2 separate regions of the Gasterosteus aculeatus genome follow, and region 1 is linked to region 2. The links are chromatin contacts, called in public Hi-C maps. All regions are on one chromosome and are shown on one strand. The core of a region is the stretch at or near the end of the contact, and the rest is flanking DNA. Distances in the headings are between cores, read along the strand shown.

Region 1 (6,160 bases), core at 2,669-5,168, 49 kb after region 2:
GCTGCGCAACAACAACTCAATCATCCTCATGCGCAGTCCAATCAAGTCTTCCCACAGTAGCTGTCGTGAGCACAGGTCTAACAGCTTGCTGTTGCCCACTTCCCACTGATGCAAAAGGCTGTGACCCACGAGTGTAGTAAGACTACAAGGCAAATCTGAGTTTTCTTCCTCAGCTTTAGTGTTGACAACAAATAGTTCTGCTCTGAAACTTGACGCAAAACTATGAACGGGCCATGAAATTTGGCTTGAAATGATAAACTAATAAGTGGCAACAAAGCAAGAATCTGATCACCAGGACTGAACTGGTGGAGCTCAGCATTTCAGTCATAAAGGCGCTTCATTTTCGTCTGTGTAGAAGCTAACCCCTCCTTAGCCAGAAGGCTGCCACGTACAACCGATTCCGGAATCCAAAAAAAAAAAAAAATCTATTAATATAGTCGATTCAATTCTTGGGGGGGTTCAGGCTGTGCAACGGGATCATGCAGCAAAATTAGTGGCCTGCGTACTGTATGCCCAAACACAAGCTCATGCGGGCTGAACCCAGTGCTCTCCTGCACATCCTCTCTAGCAGCCAACAGCAACCAAGGAAGCCCCTCCTCACAGTCCTGCTCTAGCTCACGAGACTTTACAGTTTGATGAAACCTCTCCTTTGCCCCTCGGCTGTGAGCATGGTATGCAGACGCTTGGTTATGTTTTACCTGGAGCTGCTTCAAGACTTGGATAAACAAATGGGAGGGAAAATTGGCGGCATCCATTTTCTTACCAACAAATTATCCACCCTCAAGAGCACTTTATTGAACAGCTCTCCAAGTGCAGGATTGGCCCATTGCTCTGCCGATGATTGCCATACAATCATCCCGAGGCCGGAACTTACCGGGGTGCGTCAACACATATTCATCAGCCAGAGTGGCTGCTTCTGCAGCTGTTTTAACTTTACGTTCACTTATATACGTAGATATGTGCCTGTGAACAGAGTCTTTAAATTTCTCCAGAACCATCAAATCACACAATGCCTCATACGAATGGACCTCCAGTGATGTACACCAGCGGGTGAAGTGAGTGGTCAACTCCCTGGCAAACTCCACGTATGTCTTCCTCCCAGACTTCTCCCAAGATCTAAACCTCTGGCGGTATGCCTCAGGCACCAACTCATAGGCTTGCAATACTGCTGCTTTGACAGATACATACACTCTACTTTCCGCTACACTGAGAGCAGAATACGCTTGTTGCGCCTTACCGGTGAGAATGCACTGTAAAAGTAACGTGCGATCAGCATCTGACCAGTTTCTACTCACTGCCAGACGTTCAAACAGCAAAAAAAAAAAATGTATCCGGGTCTTGTTCACAAAATGGAGGAACCAAGTTCAGATTAACCGTAACATAAAAAACATGTGAAGGCCCAGCAGAGCCAACGGAGACCTGCGCCAAGCCACCGCCATCCCGAACACTCAATCTGCGCTCTTCCAGTTCCATTTTTTTAATTTCCATTTTTAACAATAGGAACTCTTTGTGTTGTTCAAGTGTTAACTCTGTCACCGCCGCTCCACTAGAGGCAGTTGCATCAAATATGCCCGAAGCGGAATCAACAGCCTGCAGTTTTGGCCGGAGAACACCCACTTCTAACAGGTTTTTCCTTTTTTCATGTTTGAAAAGTATGCACATTAACCCGTAAGCCCGGTAAAGCCACCATATACTGGCAACCCCCCTGAAACCTCGGACGTGCTCCCGAGACAACTGCTCGAACCACTTTCGCGACCACACTAATCAAGCAAACAAACTCCAAGGGAATCCGTTCTTCAGCCTAACAGGGACAGAACAGCAAATAATTCACAATGTACAGGGCACTTTACTCACACCATGGCCAAACAGCAAACCTACACAGGATTATCCTATGTTTCTATTTAGTATGTGTGATTCCAGCCTATGAAACAGTTCTATTGCAAAAATGTAAAAGCCATGGGTTAAAAATGCAATGTAAGTTGCTTTAGATAAGTGTCAGCTAAATTACCTGTATTGTAAAAACAGCCAAAGCCAAAAACAAATAAAATGTGCAATCACTTATAAAGCAAATTAAAAAAAAGAACTAATATTTGTCAAAAATAGCTTATTGTCCTTGAGCAAGACACTGAAGCCCCAGTGCTTCACAGCAGCACATTGCTCCTTATTTACTAAGGACGGGTAAAATGCAGAGATTAATTTCCCCATGTGGGATTAATACAAGAATATAAATAAAATAATAATAATAATTATAAAAAATAAATAAATAAGAACAAATAAAATAATCTACATTTCCCCTCGCGCCCCATCTGTAATCCCTCCGTCCCTTTAAGTTAATCAGAGTAAACAGGACGTGGAATATAGACCAAGGGTTCATATAAACAAGGAGGGAATATGATATGCTGCAACAACACATCGTGATTGTAAATCACTTATAAATCAGTTGCCAACAAGCCCTTTGTAGTTTGTTATCCTATTTGGTATGTTTGAATCACTTTCTTGTCCTGTCCTCTGCTATGACACTTAAGCATTCATCTCACAAACTTTTCTTTTTATGTTGAATATGTAATAAAATGGATACGTGAACTTGTATAGATTGCCTCAGGCACCAACTCATAGGCTTGCAATACTGCTGCTTTGACAGATACATACACTCTACTTTCCGCTACACTGAGAGCAGAATACGCTTGTTGCGCCTTACCGGTGAGAATGCACTGTAAAAGTAACGTGCGATCAGCATCTGACCAGTTTCTACTCACTGCCAGACGTTCAAACGGCAAAAAAAAAAAAAATGTATCCGGGTCTTGTTCACAAAATGGAGGAACCAAGTTCAGATTAACCGTAACATAAAAAACATGTGAAGGCCCAGCAGAGCCAACGGAGACCTGCGCCAAGCCACCGCCATCCCGAACACTCAATCTGCGCTCTTCCAGTTCTAATTTTTTTAATTTCCATTTTTAACAATAGGAACTCTTTGTGTTGTTCAAGTGTTAACTCTGTCACCGCCGCTCCACTAGAGGCAGTTGCATCAAATATGCCCGAAGCGGAATCAACAGCCTGCAGTTTTGGCCGGAGAACACCCACTTCTAACAGGTTTTTCCTTTTTTCATGTTTGAAAAGTATGCACTTTAACCCGTAGGCCCGGTAAAGCCACCATATACTGGCAACCCCCCTGAAACCTCGGACGTGCTCCAGAGACAACTGCTCGAACCACTTTTGTGACCACACTAATCAAGCAAACAAACTCCAAGGGAATCCGGTCTTCAGCCTAACAGGGACAGAACAGCAAATAATTCACAATGTACAGGGCACTTTACTCACACCATGGCCGAACAGCAAACCTACACAGGATTATCCTATGTTTCTATTTAGTATGTGTGATTCCAGCCTATGAAACAGTTCTATTGAAAAAATGTAAAAGCCATGGGTTAAAAATGCAATGTAAGTTGCTTTAGATAAGTGTCAGCTAAATTACCTGTAATGTAATGTACACCCTCAAACGTCTCCCCAAACCAAAACATCATGAAAAACCTTAGTCATACCATGTGGTACGCAGCCAGTTACGCTACAATTGCTACTCCAGCTGCACTCCAGTGTCCCACCGGATCACCAAGGAATGCCACAAGAATTGCTACTCCAGCTGCACTCCAGTGTCCCACCGGATCACCAAGGAATGGATGGGCCCCCATATGTCACAGTCCGGCTCAGGGACTGCCGCGATGTCCTGCTAGAGCCAGCAGGTCTTCCTCTCAGCAACCCGGGGTTTCTGGATGAGATCTTTTAAGGAGCCAGGTGTGGCTCATCCAGGTGACGACCCTCCAATGAGCAGCTGTAACAACAATCACAACCACAAGCCGACCTGGTGCGTGGGAGGGTCGTCACGGTTCTCTTAGTTAAGAAAAGCATGTGAGCATTTACTGTGTCCGCTGATGATGGCGCTTTTATTTTGTAGGTTGCGTAACGGAAGTGTTGTCGCGTCACGCAGCAGCCTCCACGTCTCCCTGTAGCAGCACGGCGGCAAAAGGTAAACACGCTGATATTCTCTCGTGAAATAAACACACGGGACACACGCACGCACACACACACACACACACATCTAAGAGGGCTTATTTAATAAAAGGAAACAAATAACTTAGTCGGCTAGTTTCCCCTACCAGCCAGCTGAAAGTAACCGTGCCGTCTTAACGTTAAGTTAGTTATTAATTATTTCACTGTATTTCACGACCCCCTTTCCTCATACTTGAGCAAAGACTCTTAAACGGTGGCTGGCTTTGCATCAGACTTTGGACCGGTGTCTCCTAACGAGCAGCCCTGCATTCATCTTAACCAGTGTGCTGCTAGCATCAGTGTGCTAACCGCTAGCTCGGGCTTTGTTAGCTAACGTCAACACTAGGTATCAATACGTCTGAAATACCCATTTCAGCTTGCCCAATGAAGGCTGATATAATGTTTGGTTTCTATGAGGGAAATGATTCTTGGGAACAAACTAAATCCCTTTACCCACCTTTTAGTGCCGTCATATTGTAAGACATGTAACTTTTATGAAGTTCTCTGCATATTTTTCGACTGAAGAGAAACCACAAACAAATCCAAACATAAACAAAGAGGAGGGGAAATTCCACAGGAAACGGGCTATTAAATCATTAAAATGTTAATGATTTTTCTTACAGGAAAATAAGAGGCCTTTAACTCCGTTGTGCAGTTTGGGCTTTTGTTAGGCCGTAGCCATGACGACGGACTCCTCGCTCCTCAACTCCGAGCTGGAGCTTCAGCAGGAAGAGGAGCTTTACCAGCAGCTGCTGCTGCAGGTAATATTGCTTTAAAAAAAATGAGCTGTGAAACTTTGGCCATCAATGTGTCAAATGATAAAACATTATACATCAGTTGTTCGTGTGAGGAAGGGCTCATTTACTTTCTTCTTTCTCATAACTCTTTTTGAGAGGAGCAATCCACACTGATGTGGGTTGTTATTTCTTAATTTCAAACGTGACAACGGGTTGTTTTAAAAGAAGCTGTGCTCATGTTGGGAAGCATATTTATTTGCGTTAGATCAGTGGTTCTCAAACTTCTTCCTCCAAAGTGGGCTTTGGAAGAAAAATGTTCGGGCCCCAACAAAAATTTAACAAAATGGTCCATGCTGAATTTTTATTGAAATAAGGACATTTTGTGACTCTGTGTGTGTGCTTTTATTAACTCTTAATAATAGAATAAAGAAAATGTAAGTCACTTTCATTTAAACCAGATTGCTCCATCAGCCAAAAACAAATAAAATGTGCAATCACTTATAAAGCAAATTAAAAAAAAGAACTAATATTTGTCAAAAATAGCTTATTGTCCTTGAGCAAGACACTGAAGTCCCAGTGCTTCACAGCAGCACACTGCTCCTTATTTACTAAGGACGGGTAAAATGCAGAGATTAATTTCCCCATGTGGGATTAATACAAGATTATAAATAAAATAATAATTATAAAAAATAAATAAATAAGAACAAATAAAATAATCTACATTTCCCCTCGCGCCCCATCTGTAATACCTCCGTCCCTTTAAGTTAATCAGAGTAAACAGGACGTGGAATATAGACCGAGCGTTCATATAAACAAGGAGGGAATATGATATGCTGCAACAACACATCGTGATTGTAAATCACTTATAAATCAGTTGCCAACAAGCCCTTTGTAGTTTGTTATCCTATTTGGTATGCTTGAATCACTTTCTTGTCCTGTCCTCTGCTATGACACTTAAGCATTCATCTCACAAACTTTTCTTTTTATGTTGTTGAATATGTAATAAAATGGATACGTGAACTTGTATAGATTGCTGTCTGTGTATTTAGACAATGGGAAAGATGCAGACTGACAATCCAGACTCCAAAGTAATCCGACCACAGCCGGGTACGTGCCTCCTCACTACGAGTTCTACCAAAATACTCAACTTTGGAAGTTTGTTTATGTAAAGGATTTTTTGTGCATGTTTATTTTTCCCCTCTCTCAGGCATGTGTGTGAAGACTCTTTCGGAGCCAAGCAAGCAGAAGGTCTTCATCAACATTTGTCAGTCGAATGCAGTACCGCTGCCTCCGGAAATCTCCAGAGAGGAGCTGGTGCAGCTGCTCCAATCGGAAGATCCCAGCGGCTACAGGGTACCCATGAGCATCGGCGAGCCCCA
Region 2 (6,902 bases), core at 1,147-3,646:
ATGTAAATCATCACCACCGTATAAGGAAATATGAAACCAAATAGTTTTGTTTTAAAACTGTTGTGCACCAATGTGACTCTTTCAGTCCTGATAGTGATCCATGCTTTAGGTTCTGGCCGATTATAAGTACCGATAAGATACCCAGATAAAGTCAATAAGCCATAAGTGACTGGGATCTTTCAGCCACGTGTAAACCACGTCAGAGTTTGAGTTGAATATAGCCTTCCTAGCTGTGCACAACCAAAGTGTAACAAGTGAATAGACCTACGCTGAATACACTACAGTCTCTGAGCATTACTGAACTAAGAGCATCATGAAGACCAAAGAGCTCATCAACAGATCAGGGATCAAGTTGTAGCTACGTATGAAGTATGCTTATGTAAAAATATCCCAAGCTTTGCACATGTCACAAAGCACATTAAACTCCACCATCCATTAATGGAAAGAATATGGCACGACCACAAACCTACCAAGAGAAGGCCGATCACACAAACTGACAAGCCAGACAAGGAGAAAGTTAATCAGAGAAGCTACCAAGAGGTCCATGGTGACTCTGGAGGAGCTGCAAAGATCCACAGCTGAGAATCATCCCAGAGGACACAGCCGTGTACTCCACACATCTGGCCGCTGTTGAAAGTAAACCATAAGAAATCCTGTTTGGAGTTTGCACAAGCCATGTGGGAGACACGGCACACATGTGGAAGAAGGTGCTCTGGACAGATGAGACCAAAATGGAACTTTTTGGCCTCAATGTGGGGTGGAAACACTGCCCATCACCCTGAGCACACCATCCCAACAGTGGCACATGGTGGTGGCATCATGCTGTGAGGATGCTTCTCTTCAGCAGCTACAGGGAAACTACTCAGAACTGAGGGAACGATGGATGGAGCCAAACACTGTGCAGTCCTTGAAGGAAATATGATGCAGTCTGCAAAAGACTTGAGACTGGCAGAGGTTCATCTTCCAGCAGGACAATGACCCGAAACCTACAGCCAGCGGTACAATGGAATGGTTTGAATCAAAGCATGTTAATGTTTTAAAATGGCCCAGTTAAAACCAGACCTCAAATCCAACTGGGAATCAATGGCAAGATTTAAAAACCGCTGTCCACAGACTGTATCCAATCTGACTTGAAGACAAACGTTTCGATCTCCTAGATGGAGACATACCCCCAAAGACTTGCAGCTGTACTTATTTGCTGCAATTTTATAGCCGGGAGAGAGTTTTTTTATTATCCCACAATCCACCCGTGAAACAGGGCAACTTTTTGCTGTTTTCCTTTGAACTGGAACGCTTTTAGTTGGAGGAAACGGTTCTCCCCGGCGTTTGCAGCAGACAAAGGCATTAAACAGCAAACCTCAGCGCATCCACCGCTCCGTGTTCCTCTAAAAACCTGGCTTGGTGAGCTCCTCCTGGACATCAGACTACATCTCCCGGGCCTCCAACTCTGTCAGTGGATATTTGGGAACCCATCCAGCACCCGGACTGTCTGCCCTGGTTGACTCTGCCTCAGCAGCTGCTGATTGTGGTTCACCCTCATTTCCCAGTCTGGTCTCCGCACCTCCATTCCTGCTCGGATCGGCCAGCAAGTCGGCCGTCCATCCCAAAACTGGTCCGTTTTTCGACACCAGGACAGGGAGCATCACTGCACACCCATCAAAGCCTGGACACAACCAGCTCCATCCCCTCCCCTCTGGGAGGCGCTGCAGAGCCATGCTCTCCAACCCTGGTATTCATACGTGAACATGTCCAATAGAGCTTGTCCTGATAACTATAGAACTTCCTTTTTTATAGACTGGCCCCATTGTCACCAATACCTGCCTCTGTAATGGCCAAATATTGATGGATCTCAATTTCTCAATGATTTTATTACATTCTTGATACATTTGATCATACGCTGCCCAGCCAAATAAAAGCGAATGAGGTCAGCTGACTACCTGAATATACTGAATGACCAGGTTATTCCATCAATGGATTTTTTCTTCCCTGATGGCACGGGCATATTCCAAGACGATGCCAGGGTTCATCGGGCTCAAACTGTGAAAGCGCAGTTCAGGGAGCACAAGACATCATTTCCACACATGGATTGGCCACCAGAGTCCAGACCTTCACCCCATTGAGAATCTTCGGGATGTGCCGGAGGAGGCTTTTTGCTCCCATCATCAATACAAGATCTGGATGGAAATAAATCTTGTGACCTTGCAGAAGCTTATCAAAAAACAATGCCAGTGAGTGTGTGACTTGTTTTGGCCGGGCAGTGTATAATTAAACTCTGTATGTTTTATTTTCCCTTCATGTGATTCAGAAAAATAAATAAAATGATCTTCCTTGTCTAACCAGCAGAGGATGCTGTTGCACTGTGATATGTGATATGAGGGATGTGGATGGAGCTAGAACTTTTCCCACCCTTAGTTGAAAATCCTGAATTCATGAGCATTGCAAGATTATTTTCCACAGATCTGTAATCTGCCCTCTGCCGGCAGTAATGGTGCACGCTTTAGACGGATCACAGTCCTGTCTGTGGTACTTTTTAAAGTCAGTTTTTTGGAGACTACCTTTTACAAAGTTTTTTTTTTTCATATAGAAAACGCCTGGCTTGTAATTTTAGAATTGTTTTATTGCTATTTTCCCTCCTGATTTTTGTTGTGTTTTGTTTTATGCATTTTTGCTACTTTGGGCAGCTGGTAATCGTTCTCTCCCCCTGCAGCCTCCACGTGTCTCTCAGCACCCAGGGTCAGACCATGCTGTCGGTGCTGGTCTTCAGCACCCTGCTGTGGCTCTCCCTCATCCTGGCGCTCCGGTTCTGCCTCAAGCTGCTCCTCTCCTACCACCAGTGGATGTTTGAGCAGCACGGCCGGGTCTCCAACACCACCAAAGTCTGGGTGGTAAGCAGCGCCTCTTCACGGTTCTCACAGATCATCAGTGTTTGCTCTAAACAGTTGAAAGATTTATAAAATAAGTAAATAGGAACGTGGCTGAATTACATACAAGTTACTGCTCAGAGGTCTGAATGAGGTCAGAGCGTTCTACTTTAGAGAACATTACTCCAACAGGCGATCTGAACCTGCTTAGAACCGGTCACTCCAACAACTACAAGAGGGTCTTTGACACTTGGTCACACTTGGTCGATGACACTTCCGCACTTGAAACACGAGATTTAGCATTATGAAATATCCATGAGATTAATTGGGACACTGACCGATTCTCTTTATCGGTTTAAAAACACAAAGTATGCTGAAGAGGTTAAGAGGTCACAGACTCTATGGGAACATCGTACGGCTTGAACTAACACTGTGACTAAGACGGATCTTTATTTAAGTTTTTCCAGCACATCTTTTTGTTCTGTCGGACGTTGGCCCTAATTGTATTCTGTAACCATTCTACCCAAATACTTCAGATCTGATTTATAATAATAAAGTGGAGCAGGTTTCGTTTTGAATTCTGTTTGCTTGGGAGAATCCTGTATTAGTTGAACTTTGATTTGGACAAACTTTACAGCATTTAAAGGATACATTGAAGGTAATAAAAGTAAATGGAGCACTCCAGAACGTCCTGAACGTTGATGAGGAGTCTCCCACCCAAAGTTATTAAACTTGGAATGATTAACTTACCTCTTTGATTTAATCGTTTGTTTGCTCAAATACCTCAGTCGGGGCTGTGCACACAATGTTTGTTTGTTTCTTTGTTTGTTTTTCTGCTCAAGGCAAAGAACCCCCCCTCCCACGGCACCATGTATTATTCATAGCGAATTATTCCACAATTCCTCCTGTTTCCCGTCGTCCTGGCTGGTGGCTCGAAGAGATTCGCCAGCCGGCAAAAATGGTTAATTTAAGCCGCATTTGTGGAGAGCAGTTACCTTTAGAATCGCAGTCTGTCTCAGCACGCACGCACACACACACTCACAGACCAAAAACGACATAACGCACTATAATAATGATGATTTCCTGTCTCAGACTCTGCTGAGGTTGCTGTCTAGCAGGAAGCCTCTACTGTACAGCTACCAGACCTCACTGCCTCATCTGCCTGTTCCACCAATCAAAGACACCGTGAGCCGGGTGAGCAACACACACACACACACACACACGTGGACAGTCTTGTACACAGGGTGTACAAGACTGTCTTGTACACCATTTACCCAAAATGTACACCATTTTTGAGGGAAAATGTTTATTGTCCAACATATATTCATGTTATAATCTGTTTTAGAGAAATTGGGTAAGTAGGGATGTAACTATTAATATATCAGCTTCTCCCTTCCCTCTGTTAACAGGATAACAAGATATAAAAAGACAGGAGTCTTCATGATACTGGGAAAGGAAAAAAGGTTGAGGACAAGATAATGTAGAGACGGCAGCTGCAGCTCTCGTGTTTGTGTGTAAACGCGTGGGGACAGAACGGAAGGGCCAGCAAGATAGTCAGTTAGTTTAATAGCCAGTTAGTTTAGCAACAACCAGATAGAGGGGCGAGTGAAGGACAAGGAGGAGAACAGTGCGACGACAACAGGAGAAGAGTTACGTAGTTAGGATTAAAGGGGAGGGCTTCACTCAATCCAACCGCGTTGGTGTTAGTGAGCTCGATTTATTTGGGTGTTCCAGTAAATCTCTGTGAATCAACTTCATCCAGATCTCCAGTGTGTTCTATGGCTGTGTGTTACTGAAAGTCCCCAGTCTCTGATGAGGTCCTCATTTTGAGTCTGATGGATAAAGTCCAGTGAGTTAGAGGATACTTAGGAAATAGTGACAAGTACTTAATAATGAATCCACAGCAATACAGTACAGTGGTCTCGTTGGAGAAATTGAGCCCAGAAGCAAACTGTGGTTGATGTTTCTCTTTCTCTCGCCCTTTCCAGTATCTGACGTCAGCTCGCCCTCTGCTGACCGATCCAGAGTTTGAGCGCATGACGAAGCTGGCCGGCCAGTTTGAGGCCAACCTGGGAAACCGCCTGCAGCGCTACCTGAGACTTAAAGCTCTGTGGGCCACCAACTATGTAAGTGATGCTAGTCATCAATTAGTTTATTGTTTTGAACGCAATCCTACAACAGTTTCCTCTGTGCCTGTTTATTTTAATTTGGAATCTGGAATCTGACATCTAATTGGTTAAAACAGCGGTTCCCAAACTCAAGAATGCCGCGGCCCAATTTGAAATCTCAAAATCTTTCACGGCCCACCCAAACCTTTAATCACAACTCTGATCAAAACATAATGATTAAATGACCTTAAGAATTTAACCAAAATCAAACATCCGCGAGCAAAAGTCCGTCTCGAAGGAGTTCTCTACGCGCTCGCTGTTGTTCTTTTTGACAGTAAGGTGGAGACGGTGCTTTCAGGGTCCGATCGATGCCGCGAGGTGCGTCCGCTCCCGCCGCCCCCCTCGCCATCCACGCCTTAAATCTTTGGCTCCTTTTAGAATAACTTATTTCCCCCGTTAAGATGGTTCAGCTACTGTAGAGAAAAGGGCGCCGTCTCTCGCTCTTTAATCTCATGAAGTGCTCGGCAAGAACGACAACTTTGTTTCTCCGACGTGCCCTGAAAGCAGCTCCATATCTCACGCGCTTGAGCGCCGCTCAGCATCTCGCCGTCGTAGACGAGCTTTGGCACGTTTGGCAGAGCGCCTTGCACGCCGTGTACAACCAGTATGGATCAACCGATTAACCAATCTGTTCGTTTAAATTGTTTGTGCTTCATCAATTAATGTTTCACATAACTAACCTGCCGCATCATACATATTTTTATATTAATTTCAAACTTTTCAAAATTGAAAATTAAAAACCTTTTATTTATTTATTTATTTATTTATTGTAAATGACCTCTCACGGCCCACCTGCAGTACCTTCGCGGCCCACACTTTGGGAATCGCTGGGTTAAAACAAAGAATTCGAACATGCCGATGGCGGTTTCCGCCACAGTGATCTGAAGTTTGTGCACACAGGCAATGCTTCTGTAGCGTGGGTCATTTGCAATGGTTGTTGACATTGTCCTCTTGGGAGAGGGTTACAACTAGGGATGAGGATCGTTTTTTTTTTTATTGCCAAAGTAAAAAAAATGTCTTCAAATTGAACAATATATTAAATGTTTACAGTTAAATTAGTGTTTCCCTTATGTGTATATACGCACCACCACACATTCACACCACTCACCAGAACCACACCGAAAATAAACAAAATAACAGAAAACACTGTCAAACAATTCACGCTCCGTTCACTCAGAGAGAGAGAGATTTATTTATTTTATTTTTGTGCAGGTAATATGTTGTTAAATAGGTTTAAACTTAAATACATTACCAATACAAGTAGTTATGTCTCGTTGTATTCATTTGTCCTGTTTTTGACGTGCCTAATGCGCAACCGAATATATTCGAATATCTGTCTTTTTTTAAAGCGAATATTCTAACGTCCTTTTTGAGCAATTTTGACAGCCCTAGTGACGATGAAGTATTTCCCTCCGCAGGTCCTATATCCAGCCTCTGATTATGTTCAGTAAAACCTTCGCTTCCACAATGTGTGCCAGTTCTAACAGTGTGTGGCAAGCCTGTGGGTGGGGGGCTTTTCAAAAACACAAGCCAGCCACTGGGTACAGTTGAACGGTTTATTTAGGGAGGGGTTAAGCTTACCTTGGTTAAATCTTCTTCTCTACTTTCACTTGTCTGTTCTTTCCCCTTCTCCCTCCCCGTTGGGTTGTTTGTTCCCCTTCTTATGCTCTCCTTACTAAACTGTTTCCACCGGCTCCTCGTTGGACAGGAGGTCAGCTCTCCTGGGTGAAGCCATCTGGCCGGAAGATATCTCCCCTCCAACAACAACAACCCCATAATCGCTCCCTGTAACCTACAAGTGTTTATGATGAGCTCACTGATAATCTACACAACAAAGGCTCCAGTGTTATTTAGTCGTGGTCACGGCGCCCCT

What was found. Hi-C and Micro-C count contacts between places; a contact is called where the count stands out from the background.
Region 1: a contact with region 2 is called in a Hi-C map of whole body, with 2.8 times the contacts expected there. The contact joins the promoter of pih1d1 here to the enhancer-like site in region 2. A contact is called at or near these places in 5 of 6 Hi-C or Micro-C datasets (liver, skeletal muscle, tail fin and 1 more).

What each region holds. Positions count from the first base shown.
Region 1 is chr11:4,965,903-4,972,062 of fGasAcu3.hap1.1, forward strand. It overlaps pih1d1 (PIH1 domain containing 1), which reads left to right and starts at 3,919. Exons shown (of 11, transcript XM_040191829.2): 1 at 3,919-4,021; 2 at 4,668-4,805; 3 at 5,831-5,888; 4 at 5,989-6,160. The coding sequence starts at 4,725.
Region 2 is chr11:4,918,630-4,925,531 of fGasAcu3.hap1.1, forward strand. It overlaps cpt1a2b (carnitine palmitoyltransferase 1A2b), which reads left to right. Exons shown (of 19, transcript XM_040190830.2): 4 at 2,708-2,885; 5 at 3,954-4,055; 6 at 4,850-4,987. Among protein-coding and RNA genes, the nearest start is that of cpt1a2b, 9.4 kb to the left of the region's middle. Within about 2 kb of position 2,397, at least 3 of the 9 cell types and tissues checked have open chromatin away from gene starts, as enhancers often do. A contact at or near this core is called in liver, where this site is marked.